2 separate regions of the Gossypium hirsutum genome follow, and region 2 is linked to region 1. Evidence: chromatin contacts called from public Hi-C data. All regions are on one chromosome and are shown on one strand. Each heading gives the region's core, a stretch centred on a gene start, on an enhancer-like site or on the middle of the called end of the contact. The rest is flanking DNA. Distances are from core to core; before and after follow the strand shown.

Region 1 (5,466 bases), core at 2,061-4,560:
CTACTGCCCTTATGTGAGTTGGTGCGTTGTCAATTATACATACTAAATCTTACTTGACTGTAAACAAAATTAAGAAATAATAATAGAAAATACAGTGGCAAAACCATCAGAATGCAATGATGAGCTTACATGTCAGCTTGACTTATTATTGTTGTGAGAAAAAGTACCACCCTCTATTAGCTAAAAATAATGTCCAAATTACCTGAAATAGCCTTCAAGTCCAAGTCTGTGATACATTTACAGCATCTGATATTAAGAGATTCAAGTTTGGACAAACCTGAAAAAAGTAAAAAAATGACAGCTTCAGAGCGAAGAATTTCTGGAAGAGAGTTGCACTAACCAGCTAACATAGGAACTCCAACTAAAAATTGTGTAATTCATAAAACTTGTTGACTCTTCATTCTAGAATGCATAAAGATCATATTTAAATGCAATATGAGATTGGATCCTGGTTTAGCTTATCTGCCAGCCCACACACTTTCATCCCAATATATGATATCTATTGTATTTCCATTTTCTCATGTTGTTCTCAGAATTGCATGATCAGAATATACTAAATTGCTTATGCAATTGCATGAAAGAAAATAAAATAAAAATATCAATTACAAAATACATGAAATAGAGTTCAGAAGAGGTTAATTGTTACAAACTGCACACTTTTGGAGGTGCAAACAATTCAGTAGAACACAAGCATTCTAAGGTCTCACAAGGATTCATTCAAAACAAACCTTTAATGTGTACAAATCCACCATGAATCCCTGTGCACCTCTCCAGGTCCAACTTTTCCAAGTTTATTAAGCTGGAAAAGGCACACATTCCTTCAGCTGTAATTGCAGCACTCTTTTTAAAACTCAAGGATGTCAAGTTCGTTAGACCTAAAAGTTCAAGGAACATAATGCCCGTGATCAGCACAAAAACAATGTCAAACAGCATGCCAATCCAAAGAACTATTGCATAGATATCCTAACCACAGAACGGCACTATTATGCAAAATTTTATTGTACTATTAATAAAATAGATTATATGGGAATAACATTTCTCTAACCACGATCACTTAAGAGTTTTATGGGATTTCTTTAATTTTTACAACACATTTAATAGATACTTCATACTTAACGGTTTCCAAACATGTTATATTGGAAGCATGCCATCTTTATTTTAGGTTTTTTTTGTTCCCCTTTGAAATATGATTTTAAATAAGAAACAGCACAAAATAGCAAAAGAAAAGCCTTGAAATAGAATCTGCCCCAACTTTTCAGTATCATTGGTCTACTACAGAAAATAAATAAAAGGAAAAACATATACAGAAGACTTGTAATTCTTTACAAGTATCTTGTCAAGCTAGAATCTAGGAAAATGCCAGAAACTGGCCTATGGTAACATCTATACCAAGAAAGAAATAGAACATTACCACTAATATGCTTCAGTCCAATTTCTGAAATATTTTCACAGTGGTTAAAAGTTAAGGCTTGGAGACTCGAGCACTCTTTTAGGAGACCCAAGCCAATATCTGTCACATCAGAACCTGAAAGATCAACAGAAAGTAAAGATGTTCCTTGTGAAGAGATGACATCCATCCAACTATCCTGCACTCCGGGATATTCACCCAACCAAACATCCTGTCAACACCATGAAAATCAGGTAAATTTCATTCTCTGTGAAGACATAAAAAAATAAAGGTGCTCCATTTTTAACCATTTAGGGAAAACTCACCTCTAGAGCACAATCACGAAACTTTTGAAGAAAAACATCAGTAAGAAGATGAGATAGAACCAACTTGTTGAAAACTTGTTGACTTATATCCTTTGGAAGCATTGTGAATGAACTATACTGGTTGATGTCCTGTGATAGGAAAAGAATATAATTTCAAGAAAAAAAGAAAAAAAAATCCCCTAAAGGACATGCCAGATACCAATGTGATAAGACTTACTTCGCATATTTTATGGATGCATAATTCCATGAGAGACGGGCAATTGGCCAATCCAGGCTGGTGAACCACCATGGGCCGAGAAAAGGAGGTTAGAAGCCACTTTGAACTACCACTTTTTCCGTACCTTCCAGACACTCCTCTTCTCATTCCATCTTCAACGACCTGTTGGTCTCTTTTCCTTGAACACACTCCCCCCATTAGACTAATAGTCTAATAAATTATCAATAAATATCATGAAGCAAGAAGAAAAACCAATTTACTCCCCATTTTAGAACCATCAAACATGGTCTGAACTCTGAAGTCTAAACGCTGCTTCACCTTACAACACAACTGAACAGAAACAACAGCATCAGAGAGTCAGCTCTTTAAAGTGTACAACGAATGCAAAACCAAAAGACCAACAAACCCATTATCTCGCATAAGTGACATTGGACTTATGTATAAATCAAAGCTAGCAGTACTCATCCCGAGCATTGTGAATGCAAAATTCTCGTTGGTAAACAGAAACGGCTATAGATTCATAAAAAAAGAAAAAAAAATCAGAGCCATCGAAAGCAACAGTTACAGAGAAGTTCCTGAAATCGAGCTTTGAATAGTTTAAGGGATATCTCATCGTGAGCATTAATTCAAAATAAATACAGTTATTAAAGGGGAAAAAACAGAGCTTAAGAAACAGAACGTTTAAGTGTTTAAATAACAAATTAAGCTGCACCTAATTCTTAACTTGCATCCCGAAAAAGCCAACATACATAAATTACAAACCCCTAGAATAAGTATTCAAAACCCCATTTAAAGGACAACGCATAACCTCCCTCATTAAACCATAAAATAAAATTAATAAATGCAACTAAACATTTAAAAAAATAAAAAGATCATATGAAACGATGATCAGGAAGTGTTTTTACATTTTACACCACATTTACCTGTCTACTTTATCATCAACAATTTTTTTTTTACAAAAAAAAAAAGAAGACAAAAGGTTATCAATGTAACACGTCAAAATAAAGAAAAAAAAACTTCCTCATAAAAATTCGCAATTTAAGGAGCGAAGAGCTAAGGATAGTTGAATTCTGGTGCTTTGGCAAAATAAAATAAAAGAACTTTTAACTTTTTTTTTCCTCTTGAGGAATCAAACGAAGAAAGGACGGAAAAAAGATCCTAAGAAATAAAGACCACAGTATCGAATAACGATCATATTCACAAAAAAAAAAAGAAGAGAGAAAAAGGAGACCTTAGAAAGAGAGATATAATCATCAGGTCATAATCAGAGCGGAAAAAGGCAAAACACTTGCAGAGAAATAGAAATGGAAGGAGGAGGAGGAGGAGGAGGAAGTGAAACTGAAAGAGCAAGAAAGCAGGGGAAACAAGTAGAAGAAGTGAGGGGGAGTTTGTGGAGACTTTGAAGCCGTTTGATGAGTGCCACGTGGAGAAATTTTGATGGAAAAGGACAGGTGGTGGTGTATGAGTAATGTGGGTCCCACTAGTCCCTGTTCTTTCTGCTGGACCGTTTCGGTTAGCGGGCGGGCAAGAAGGGTAAACCAAAAAAGAAAAAAAAAAGTTTGTCCAATTTTATTTTCATATTCTCCTTCGACAAGCTACTTAGTCAATACCCATCATACACGTAGCCGCCATGCTTGTCTTCTTTTATTTATTTATTTATTTTGCTTAAAATCTTTACCTTATGATTTTACATTTTATTTGATCACGCTCGTGACATCATTTACATAATTGTTTTCTTAGTACTCCTAAATAGTGATATTTTTTATTTGCTTTGTGACTTTTAAACGTCTTTTGAAAATTTTAAATTAATGTTTATGAAATTGAAAATAAATTTCAGTTTAATCGATTGAATTGGTTTTGACGATAAAAAGTAAATAAATTATTAAAAATTATAAAAATTGATTTAGTTGTTAGTTAATTAGTTCGCGAGTCAACTTATTTTTCTCTTATTAATTCAATATCTCAATTGATTCTTAATCCTATAGATCAATCTAATTCAAACAACATTTATCAAAATACACTTTTAAACTATTTATACCGGCTTACATATTAGGTTATATCCGATACTAAAAGATTATCCATAAAAAAACAGTTCACAAGGCCTAGAACATTTAATTAATCTAGTTATTAATAACAAAGATTCAACAAGCTTGCTAGAAAGGATCATGAGCAATCAAGGTTGTAAGACCAGCAAACTCGTCATTAAACACATTAAGAAGATCAACACACTAACATAACTAGACCGATAATAAACAACCATGCATCGAGTAACCCAAACTTTTGGTATAAATTACCTAAGTTACAACTATCATTCTATTTATTTACATTATATTTCTTCGATTTATTGGTAAAAAGTCCTCAGTGAAAACTAAAAAATTAATGAAGCCCTCAACAAAATTTAGCACCCAATCGAGCCTTTAAAGGATGAAAAACTAATTAATCAAACTCCTCTGTTAATATTGACCATGTTTAACCATTAAGATTCGCTAATGTGTTTGATAGACCAATCGGAAGACACATAGTAGTCACGTGTTGCCATCCAAATGAATCTGGACAATCATGTGTCCAAGGTCATCCTAGATGTATTTTTTTAAAATATTTATTTTTTAAAAAATATTTGTTGATATGACAAAATGTCATGTCAGCATGATGTACACGTGGCTACCATGTGTCACCTTCCGATTGGTTTGTCAACCACGCCAACGAGACTTAACGGTCAAACCTAGTCAATGTTAACAGAAGGGCTTGATTGATTAATATTTCATCCTTTAAGGGCTCAATTAGGTGCTAAATTTTGTTGAGGGCTTAATTGATTTTTTTTATTTTCCACTGAGGGCATTATTTACCAATAAGCCTATTTCTTTTTACCTCCTTAAACCATATTGTTTTCCTATTTCATTACAATTCACCCTAAAGTAGAAGTATAAATGAGACATTGGTGTTTGCAATCTATTTGAGTTCGACTTAAAAAATTTGAACTCAATTTAATAATTATCAAGTCAAGCTCAAGCTTGAGCAATTCAAGCTTAGTGATAGAACCTTATCAAGCTTTTCACTTTTAATATATATTTTAAATATTTTTATAGATGATGATTGAAAATTCGTGAGGCAAGTGTACATATCGATCAAGTAACAAAGTGATAAGAAGATATCGTTCCCATAATGACCAAATTCTGAGTTGCTAAATACCAACAATTCAGTTTTTATCTAATCCATATCAATAAAATAAATTCTAATTACTATTAATTAAACTTAAGCAAACTATAAAGATATTATTAAATAAAACAATAAAATTTCCTATGTTTCTCAATCAATCTTAAAGACTTGGAACTCTAACTTCACCTAATCTAATTAATCAATTATCTCTCATTATCTCTCATTCAATTGTTCAATCTATGTAATCACTAACTCAGGATTCAATGGTATTAACTAGACCTTTCTTATGTCACAGGGCTAGAAATTAAGTCTGGCAAACCATGCGACCTTAGGTGATTTCTTTACTTCTAGTTCGCCTAAGTCAGCCTATCTCTCGAAGG
Region 2 (5,304 bases), core at 911-3,410, 480 kb after region 1:
TAGAAATATGGTTTGTGTTCTCTCAGTGTTAATCTATGACCTATAATATTGCATAGCTTTAAAGTGGAAAGCAATCAACTGCAAGGCACATTAATAAAGCAAGTATTATGTAGCGTGGATCTTGAAAATGACAAAATGCGTAACAACAGCAATAAAACAAACAGCTGACCTCCTGTTTAAGATGATAATTGATAAGATTCATGCAGTAAATAAAATAAAGGACCAAATCACCAGTCAACAAATTAGACCTCACACCACTATAGACTAATAAAATGTGAAGGTATAATGACCTTGATGTTCGCCAAAAGATTGCACAACCATCAATTGCTCTCCCAGTTCGCATCTGCAAAATGGCCCAATAAATAAGTCAGATTTCTGCTCTCCAGGGCAAGGTTGTTTGGATGCACATCAAGTAAAAGCATGCCATTTCTGTGTTGAATACAAACGGAAGACAGAAGTCACAGTTAGGATAGAATTTTTATCTCTAAAAATCATGACATAGCAAACCTTCCAAATGCCATTATATCCCATGGAATTCAACTGCTCCTCCATGTCATGAAATCTATCAACCTCCTGAAAACATAGTAAAAGGAAACATAACATTTCATATTAAACGATAATACACCCCATTAGCTACCCGCCAAAAGAGGAACAAGCAGTCACACTTAAAAATAAGTAAATAAAGACACTCCCGGCCAAGTTAGCAAGACTATAAACCCTAGCACACCCTATAACATTGCTTTTACCATGAGAATAGGAGTAATTATAGTCCATAATTAAGTCGCTAATGGAAACACTCATTTACTGCTCATCTATTTTTCAAAAGCCTCAAAAATTTATCAATGCTGGTGGCGGTATGCAGAAACTAAACGGATGTAAGAGAACAAAAACAAAAACCTTTTAATGAGAGGCTAAGGACTGGACTTACAACCTATTTATTATACTAATTATAGATAGAGCAAGCTTCTAGCAAATCAATAATTTTCAAGATAAAAATGGAATCAAATTACAGGCCTCCATATTTTGTTCGCATATGTCAAACTTGATTACAGTTCTGAAACATAGAAGAGGGATAAAGGATAACCTGAAAGCACAAAATATCAGCTGACCATAAACTGATCTCAAACATTAAATTCCTCATCCTCCACTCCCAATTCATCATATGGAAAGGTATATGGAAGTAAAGATTCCGATGGGTACTAGCAAGGTAATCCGCCAATACATTATATGAAAGGACAACAAACTTATCTGCAAATGATATATATAAAAATTAATCAAAACAACTAAATAAGCTATCTTTCAATTTGGTTTCTGCTGTTACTACTTACTCTCTGCTATTTGCTTGTCTGCTTCAAAATTTTGCTAAATTTCTTTTACAGAGAAAAGGAACAAATTCACGATATTTTCTTTTTAAAAGTTTTTTTTTTCTCTTTGAAGAAACAGAAGCGATGGAAAACAGAGATTAAGCATACTGATATTAATTACCAGAACGCGGAGGCGGCGGAGTTCCTGCGTACTTCCATTCCCGGTAATCCCAGGGCTTGGAATTGCGGGGACGGAAAGGCTTAGGCGCAGGATTTTGACCAAATGGATGACGTGGCGGTTGACAACGGTTGTACGGACGAGCCGGAGGAGGTTGGCGAAAAAACTGTTGGTTTTGGTTGTAAGGAGATGAAGGCCTAGGGTTATAACCGAACTGCTGAGACTGAAAGGAGTTTTGGTTGGAGAAATTTCCTCGACGGAAACCTAAGTTCGCTTCTCCAACAGAGTCCAAGTTCGAATCCCCTGTAAGTAGATGGCCTCTTCCGCCGCTGTTGGTTCGGTCGGAGAAGCTTCTGCCCCATTGATTTCGACCGCCTCGATGCTGTTACAGTTAGAAATTTGAATGTTAGCGCACATAGATGGAAATATAATACACAGGGCAATGTGTTTGAGAGGAGATGAAGTACGGGACGTTGGTAAGAGAACATGGCGGTGGTGTCGGCTGTAGCAGTGGCGGCAAGGAATTTGAGCAGTAGATGAGGACAACGCCGCATCGAAAGAAACTGTTTCAGTGAAGTGGAACCAGAGCGGTAAGCGGCTGGAATCAACTAATAATAATAATAATATCAATCGTGCAAATTACTAGAAACTCTAGCATGCAAAACATTTAGGACATAATTTATGTTTCACAATAATATTCGATAAATAATAAAAATATATGATTAGAAATTAATTAATAATATTTAAAATTAGAAATTAATTAATAATATTTAAAATATATTTAATATTAAAATAAAAATTAGTTCAAATTATGAGGAAAATGAATTTTAAATAAGTAAATATGTTATATTAAGCTCCTTTTTGTTAATTGTATAATAATATGAGGAAAAAGTTACTTAATGCATATATTTTAAAATAGTTAATGCCTTGTTTTTTACTCCCTGGCATTTTTTTATAAACGGGTATTTTTTTTAAAGAGTTGGAGGCATTGATCTATCATTATTGGTGGGTATTGGGGATCGACTCAATTAAAGAACGAATAAGTAAAAATAGCGAAAGAAATTGAGAATTTGAACATACAAATTTAACGTGGAAAATCTCTCAAAAGTAAATAAAAAATCACAGGTAAAGATAATTTTACTATAATGATAAAAGAACGAATAGTATAAAAGATGGAGATAACTAAATCCCAAAACTCAAAAATAAAGAACCCTCAAAATGTTAACACAAAATTCTCCAAAAAAGGTTGTAAAAGAGCTTAATCTTCTAAAAAGAAAATATACTTTGTTTAACTTACTTAAGAGCAATTTCTTATTTAATAGGAATTTGGGTCACATAACTCTAACAATCTCCACCAAGTCTTTCGGGGTTATTATCGTCTACACAACCAACTTTATATGAAGACCTAGGACATGCCAAAAACCTAATTCTAGCTACCAACACTCCTGTAAAAAAGATCTTAGGGGTTTGATGTAATTAAGTCGACTTAAACGCATTCAAAAACCCTCGTAGATTAGGAGTAAGATTAAACTTAGTTTTCTTTCAGTTTTCATAAACTCATTGTTTTTTATTTTTCTTTGAATCGATTTCGATCCAAGATTTCTTTTATATTATTGAAGTATTTTAGTTATTTCTTCTTCATAAACGATGATAGTTGATTATTCCAGTTAAGAGATTCATTACTCCTGTAACATCCCAAAAATAATTTTGAGTTGGAACATCCATTGATTTGTGGATTTCCTCTCAAAATTCAAGATCTACTATTAAAGAACCATGTGTTCTTGTAAGAAGATGACATTGATAAAAATCATTTAATTGACTCTCAAATCATGTAAAAATGTTTCTAATCACATAAAAACAAGTTTAGGATTGAAGATTACCTTTGATTCGCTATAAATTCATTGATTGAAAATCTTGATTCAAGAAACTTGATAAATTTCAGAATATTTTTTGCTACTTTTGAGAATAATTTTGGGTGAATTGAGAGAGCATTTTGAGAATGAAATTGGTTGGATCTATTCTCTAATGATAGATCTTCAAAATCATGCAAAGAAAATGAATTTTAAAGCTCTCTAAATTTTCTCTCAAAAATTCTAATTTTAAGGTTTATTTTCCATATAAATACTTTAAAGTTTCCTTTGTTTTACAATTAAATCCTATTTAATTAATATTTAAATTTTACTCAATTTACCCCTAATAAAAATTATTTTAAAATTCTTTTCAACCAAAATTGATTAGTTTCACTAATAATTATTTAAAATCTTTAAAATTGATTTTTTGAAAATATTTTTTAAAATTTTTTGGATTATTGTTTCATCGAATTTAGATAAAATTAACCTCTTAAATTGAATTAAAAATCACTGGAAACCCTATAAATTCCTTAGAAACCCTATAAATTTCTAGTTTCACACTTAGAACCCGAAAAATATACCCAAAACTACTAGACCCGGTTTAGGGATATTACAACTCCACCTTCAACTGAACTGTATGTGGAGAAATATTCTCTCGGGGACTCATGTGGAAACAACATCCTGAATCTAGGATCCACCCGAAGGTAAGCTCAGAGTTATCGCTCGTTGACACTAACAAGAAATCATCCCTGCCTTCGTCTACCAAATTAGCACCATCTACATCTTCCTTGTTACTATCAACAACCCCTTTATTTTACAGTTTATAACAATCTCCTTTGACGTTTCCTAACTTCTTACAACAGTGATACCTTTTGCTCGCTTATTTTATGCATGGTAGATGGGACCTTGAATTCTTTTGGAATGTGAAAGGCCATATGATGTGTTTTGGTGGTCGACCATGTACCTATAGACATATACATGCTGCGAATTAAAACATGAAAAACATGATGCATGATAAATTAAAACAACAAACATGTAAATATCAATTAAAGAACTCAAATGATGGATTTCATTTGAACTTTGGGTCCCTAGCATTTAAGCCAAACTCGAGTCCTTCTAGCTGAAACACATGATGTGACCGAGATCACATTAAGCGTTTTGAGTTCAAATTGAATTGTAAACATGATTTTTTTTTTCTAGATTTTATTTTAAAAGACTAAAATAACATTAAATTAAGATTTATTACTTTATTAAAATAAGGGCATTTTGGAAATTTAATAATTAACTTGGGACCTGATAATGGGTGACACCAAATCAATCAAAATCTTTATCGTATAACTAGAACTTTATTACATGCGTATGTGTAACATCCCGAAATAAGGCCTAGTCGGAACAGTGGTTTCGAGACCATAAATTCGATAAAGAAAATTTCATTTTTATTATATTTTTATGGTCTACGATTTCACGAAATAATATTGTGAAAATTTCGTTCGAAAATTTCGACGTTTGGGCACTCAATTTGGTCAAAAGGACTAAATTGTAAAAAGTGCAAAAGTTAAATTCTACATGTTAGAGGTGTCTAATTGTTATGAGTTTTAAAATTAAAGGTCTTTAAATGGTAATTAGACCATTTTGAAGTTTGTGGACAAAAATGGACATGGTATGATAGGTTTTTAAAAGTTTTTCATTAAGGGCATTTTAGTAAATTGGTAATTAAATGAATGAAAAAGCCAGAATATGCCAAATTTGCTCATCTTCTTCCTCATGGCCGAATGTCTCATGAAAAAAACCATGGCTAGGTTTTCAAGCTTTCCAATCTCATTTTTAAGTGATCCCGAACACCGTTTTTAATGTTCTTTACATTTTTTGAAGTCCCGGTAACATGATCTACTCTTTTCTACCATTATTTTGAGCTAGGGTTTATGTTTAAAAATTTACCCATGAGTAATATGCATGCATTTTAATGTCTAAT

What was found. A called contact is a pair of places that touch in the nucleus more often than the background predicts.
Region 2: a Hi-C map of leaf shows a contact between it and region 1, with 2.1 times the contacts expected there. The contact joins the promoter of LOC107917798 here to the promoter of LOC107917721 in region 1. A contact is called at or near these places in 5 of 34 Hi-C or Micro-C datasets (callus, hypocotyl and leaf).

Annotation. Positions count from the first base shown.
Region 1 is chrA08:31,709,604-31,715,069 of Gossypium_hirsutum_v2.1, forward strand. It overlaps LOC107917721 (leucine-rich repeat-containing G-protein coupled receptor 4), which reads right to left and starts at 3,311. Exons shown (of 16, transcript XM_016847006.2): 1 at 3,162-3,311; 2 at 1,931-2,260; 3 at 1,714-1,842; 4 at 1,412-1,619; 5 at 729-875; 6 at 203-277. The coding sequence starts at 2,128.
Region 2 is chrA08:32,189,155-32,194,458 of Gossypium_hirsutum_v2.1, forward strand. It overlaps LOC107917798 (carbon catabolite repressor protein 4 homolog 6), which reads right to left and starts at 2,161. Exons shown (of 15, transcript XM_016847114.2): 1 at 1,950-2,161; 2 at 1,486-1,864; 3 at 1,085-1,248; 4 at 508-573; 5 at 291-343. The coding sequence starts at 2,036.